Regions from separate parts of the Danio rerio genome. Here region 1 is linked to region 2. Evidence: chromatin contacts called from public Hi-C data. All regions are on one chromosome and are shown on one strand. Each heading gives the region's core, a stretch centred on a gene start, on an enhancer-like site or on the middle of the called end of the contact. The rest is flanking DNA. Distances are from core to core; before and after follow the strand shown. Region 1 overlaps tp53i13 (tumor protein p53 inducible protein 13). Region 2 overlaps tp53i13 (tumor protein p53 inducible protein 13).

Region 1 (2,700 bases), core at 21-2,520, 190 kb before region 2:
TCAGAAACGGGCCCATGCCTATTCCACACAATTTTTCCTGTACTCCCTACCTTAATCGATTAAGTTAACGAAACAAATTTAAGCAGATTGAGCATAAAAAATAAGTTTCCCCTTAAAAATCTGAATATTTCCAATGTATTTAAATATTAAAATGTATTCAAATGTAATAACAGTTTGTTTTTAAGACCGAAATTACATTTTGAGTAGACCTATGATGTAAGTATTAGAAATATATTGTAATATAAAATAAATATAAAATAAAATTTTCCCCTATTAAAAGGTAAACATAAAATTGACTATAAACATAAAAGAAGACCAAACATAGTTGTGTGAATGTCAGAATGAGCTGAAATTGTTTAGTAGAGCATGCATTGTGTCAGTGCTGTAGTTTAGTTGTCCACCAGCAGAGGGCAGACTCTTCCTTTTAGACTGTTCTCCACCACAGCAGACCTCCATGCTTCAGCGCTCTGCTGGTTGGCTAAGTCACTAGTGCATGAATTTCTGACACTTTCATTTAACACCGTACACTGACACTCAACATCTTGCGCTCTCTCTCTCTCTCTCTCTCTCTCTCTCTCTCTCTCTCTCTCTCTCTCCCTCTCTCTCTCTCACTTACTCACTTTCTCTCCTCCGGCGTGCCTGAACGCTTGTGTGGCTGCTGCCTCTGGTGTGTGGTGGGGACTGACTGTGTCACCGAGCTACTCTGACCAATAGCACGACTGAATTAAAGGCCAGCGCAGACCGAGAGGCCATGAGAACGACTCAACCCCCCTCACCCTTAAAACCCAGCTGCCTTCTGCTGCCCTCACTTTGAGCGCCGCTCTGACACACACACAGTAATAACATTTAAATGCTAGATTCTTGATATGATCCTTTTCCTCTTTGGCCCACCAAAGTGGTTATGTTTTGGTTTTCTTCCTATTTCTCTTTAATAGCTACACATACACATTAAATAAAGAAAAAAAAATGTAGCTAATGCTTTTTTTGTTTTCACTCATTTACACTGGAAGTCTCTTATTTTTTAAAGCAGTTTAATTCAGTTCCAGCTCTTCATTTGAAACTTCAGTTGCACATTTCTTGCATTTGTTATGCATCAAATCGGGTTTCTTTCTGACTGTGACATTTTGTGATCGCTTGTGTTTGCTCTGACCTCCATGTGAACTTTTCACCCCTATGTGCGGAGTGTGAACTTGCTGCCACAGCAGGCAGAAGTGAAACCTGTGTGGGTTTCTGGGCTGCATGTTGTACCCACGCTAAATTGTGCGCCACACGCCGGATGCTGTGATGCTGTTTTCGTTGTTTCTCTCTTTCTTTTTCTCATTCTGCCTTCCTATCTCTCTCCTATGATGTGCTGCGGTCAGGTACGTATCGGGCCAACCGCACCAGCAGAGTCACACTCTCGAGCACGGGCAGGTCGGCACGTACGCGCCCGTCTTTAAACACGTACCACACAGCACCCAGCTACCTGCTTTCAGCCACTCACACATATACACACACGTTTGCAGCCGAGCTTGTATTGTAAACACTTGCCTCAGAATACAACCGTGAGAAAACTGATTCTCAGCTCACATTTGTATTTATAGCATTGCAGGAAGCATGTTCGAGCTGATGTACCCTGTGTAACCTTAAGTGAGACTAGAGCTTCAGCACTTTAAAAGCATCACATAGTTGGTCTATTTGACAAAGCATGTACAGCATGTGGGACGTGTGCAGTCATTTAGTGTGCTTAAATGATTCATTTTCCTTCAGCTTAGTCCCTTCATTCATCAGGGGTCACCACAACAGAGTGAACCACCAACTTATCTAGCAGTTGTTTTACACAGCACATGCCCTTCCAGCTGCAACCCAGTACTGGGAAACATCCATACACACTCATTTACACACATACACTACGGCCAATTTAGTTAATCAATTCACCTATAGCGCATGTTATTGGACTCTGAGGGAAACCGAAGCAACTGGAGGAAACCCACACGAACACAGAGAGAACATGCAAACTCCACACAGAAATGTCTGCTGACCCAGCCTGATTCAAACTTCGACCTTCTTGCTGTGGCCACAGTGTCGCTGTGCTTAAAACATATCCATGCATTTGTTTTTGAGTGTAGATTTCCAATCTAAGACCAATGTAAAGAACCACGTCATACCTTTTCTTCTCTTTTCAAGGTTGTATGTGATATTACAGAATAGAATCTCTTCTGCTAATTTCTTTGCGAAAACAAATCCATATGATAGCTTAGTGCGAAGAACAGCCATACCACCCTGCAGCCCACGACCAGCTACTCACGGAAGCTAAGCAGGGCTGAGCCTGGTCAGTACATGGATGGAAGACCACATGGGAAAGCTAGATTGCTGTTGGAAGTGGTGTTAGTGAGGCCAGCAGGGGGTGCTATATCTGAGTATATCTATATATCTATGTATATCTATAGTATAGTGAAAGGGACACTACTTGTCAGTGAACTTTTGGAGGAGATGTTAAAGAGGTCCTGATTCTCTAGTCATTAAAACATCTCATGGCACTTTTTTTAAAGAGTAGCGGTGTAACCCCAGTGTCCCTCATCCATCGAATTGGCTTTATCTCTGTCTCTCCACTCCAATAGCTGGTGTGTGGTAAGCGCACAGGCGCTGTTGTCCTGTGGCTGCCGTCGCATCATCCAAGTGGATGCTGCACACTGGTGGTGGTGTGGAAAGACCCCACTT
Region 2 (2,700 bases), core at 110-2,609:
GGCAGCAACCTAGCTTTTCCATGTGGTCTCCTATCCAGGTACATACCGGGCGCAGCTCTGCTTGGCTTCCGTGGGCGACCATGTGAGAGTTGCAGAGAGCCAGCTGCCAGCTATTGAACAATGGTCAATTTTTCTCAAGTCAATAATAATAAACATAAGCATTCATGGGCCAATACCAATGGTTTCTGATATTTGACTATTGGAAATAAACCTTCAAATCCTGCCTGAAGCAAAGCCAGTACAACTTGAGGGGTTAAAGTCACTGTTGGTGCCATGACCTAGAAATGCTTGAGATTTAGGTGGGTGAGCATAACAGGGGCCAGTTTTTGGCCAACATAAATCTTATTCAAAATAGTCAACAAGCACTGTTTTCTTTTTGGTTTGTATAGCTGAAAATGTAATTCCTCTAATTGAATATAATATGGAGTATTTATACCTGCTGATATAGACAGTTCCTATCATACAGGTACGGACTGTATCTGCTAATTATCCATTGTCTGTAGTCTTTGCAAGGTATTCTTAACTTCATTCGTTCCTTCCTGAGGCTTAGTCCCTGATTGTGAGGTTGTCACAGCGGAATGAACCAACAATTACTCTGGTATATTTGTTTTATGCAGCAGATGCCTTTCCAGCCACAACTCGGTGTTAGGTAAGCTCTCTCATTCGCATACACTAATGCCAATTTTTTGTTCATCCAGTTCACATATACCGCTTGTCTTTAGACTGTGGGGGAAGCTAAAGCACCCGGAGGTAACCCACGCAAACATAAGGAGAACATGCAAACCCCACACACAAATGCCAACTGGCTGTAAGGCGACAGTGCTAACCACTGAGCCACCTTATTCACAACTTTTCAGTCCCAATGCAGTTGCAGCCATCAGTGACTGTTCATGTTGCATCATATGCAGTATGTAATGGGCTCTGTCTGTTGATGTGTGTCGCGCCATTCATGGTCTGGTGTAGACACAGTGAAACCAACTCGGTGGTCTGTGAGTCAGCAATAGCCTAGTCACAGTGCCACCCTATCCTGAGGCTTACAAGCAACATGTTGGCACCAGTGGTCACTGGTTGTCTCAGTGTTCGAGCAAATGACCCATCTGTAGAGCACATGGCTGTCCGCTCAGTGGTCTCTGCTCTTTAAACTTTCCTAATTAGCCCCTCAGAACTACACATACACACAAGGGGAAGAGCAGCCTTTTGTTTTCTGTGGCCTACGCTCGCCCTACGCCGAACCTCCTCCTTTTCTCTCCTCTCTTCCAGCTAAATCTCTTTTCCGGCTTGATTCTCGCTGAAAACCATATGGCGTGTGACATCATGGGGGCAGGAAGCCGAGCTGAAGGGAAGGATAGAGCCGAGGAGAGCGATCAGAGTGGTGATGTCAGCAGACAGGCATGCAGGGAGGCCCGGTGAGGGTCGGGGGGGTTTGGGGGGGTGCAGGTTGGAAGTGCCTTTAGTTTTTTCTTTTTGTAATTTTCACTCCCACCTGGATAATCAGGGAAGAATTGTCACTGGGTGGAAAGGGGGGGTCTTGTGGACTTTCTGTGAACTGTTTTCCTTTAGGGACTCGTCCCCATGCTGTAATCGAGAACGTCTGCCCTCATTTACCAGTCACATTTTCACATTGTCCAATCTAATATCCACAAAATGCTCTCTGAGGTAAAATCAGTCTTGCACAAGCACTAGGGCACCTATCATGTCTAATCAAAAAGGCATTATGTATAAATCCATTCTCACGGAGGCGAATCTGCCTCCAGATATTTTTTTTTTTTTTTTTTTTTCCATGCAACTTCTTGAAGTTGGTCCTGAACAGAGCTATAGGATTCAAATTAACACGTAATGAGCTAATCAAATGTATGGGCACACCTGTAGATTCATTATTATGATCACAGGTTCTGCATCTTATAGCGGATTTATGAAGTAATCATTATTAAACAAAGCAAAACTTACATTATAGCTTCTTTGAAGTAATTACTCTTCCTAAAATATAAGTTCAGCAACATATTGTTTGTATAAAGACCCCTTCATACAATGAAAAACAAGTTATTTTAAGAGACCCTACTATTGGTTTTTGAAAATTAGCTTCCATGCAGTGTGTAACAGCATTAAGTGAATGAAAACATCCAGCTGAGGTTTAAATCTGAAAGTGCACCATGTTGAAAATTTTTGATTCTTTAATGAAATAGTTGACTCAGAGTTAAATAAATGAATCGAGTTAAGTTTGGATCTTTTGTTAGAACGTATCGACGTCGAAACGGTACCACCAAATATGTAGTTCCAGATCTGGTCAATTGTGAGCGCGCCTTACCTTCAGGCACTAGCAGAGCGTGAGGGATCAAGAGACTGATCATGACGCGAAGAACGGAACTTTGTCAGTAACTGTTACAGTTCAAATAGGCCAGTTTCTTCTTCCTCCGGATCATTACATGTAAGTGTGATTAAAATTGTTGCCTCGTTTTTGTGTAGTTTGCAAAATATGTATTTAATTGTGAGTTATAAGTTGTAGTCACCCAGAACAGCTTATTATCACGTATCTATTATAGATCAGTGCTTGTACTGTATCTCTCAGGTTAAATCTTTATGGGGCTGTTCACATATTGTGTCCAAAACATGACGCGTGCTTCTGCATTTACTGATTTAAATCAGTAAGCTGTGTGTAAGCTGTTCCTACACACGTGTGGCGTGGTCAATTTTCAAAATAGC

What was found. A called contact is a pair of places that touch in the nucleus more often than the background predicts.
Region 1: a Hi-C map of embryo shows a contact between it and region 2, with 2.5 times the contacts expected there. The contact joins two enhancer-like sites. A contact is called at or near these places in 3 of 18 Hi-C or Micro-C datasets (caudal fin and embryo) and 1 of 4 datasets of contacts at active chromatin or transcription factors (caudal fin).

The regions. Positions count from the first base shown.
Region 1 is chr15:28,321,776-28,324,475 of GRCz12tu, reverse strand. All of the region lies in intron 1 of tp53i13 (tumor protein p53 inducible protein 13), which reads left to right. Among named protein-coding and RNA genes, the nearest start is that of dre-mir-212, 48 kb to the left of the region's middle. Within about 2 kb of position 1,270, at least 39 of the 62 cell types and tissues checked have an H3K27ac peak or open chromatin away from gene starts, as enhancers often do.
Region 2 is chr15:28,136,355-28,139,054 of GRCz12tu, reverse strand. All of the region lies in intron 1 of tp53i13 (tumor protein p53 inducible protein 13), which reads left to right. Among named protein-coding and RNA genes, the nearest start is that of hic1, 15 kb to the left of the region's middle. Within about 2 kb of position 1,359, at least 21 of the 62 cell types and tissues checked have an H3K27ac peak or open chromatin away from gene starts, as enhancers often do.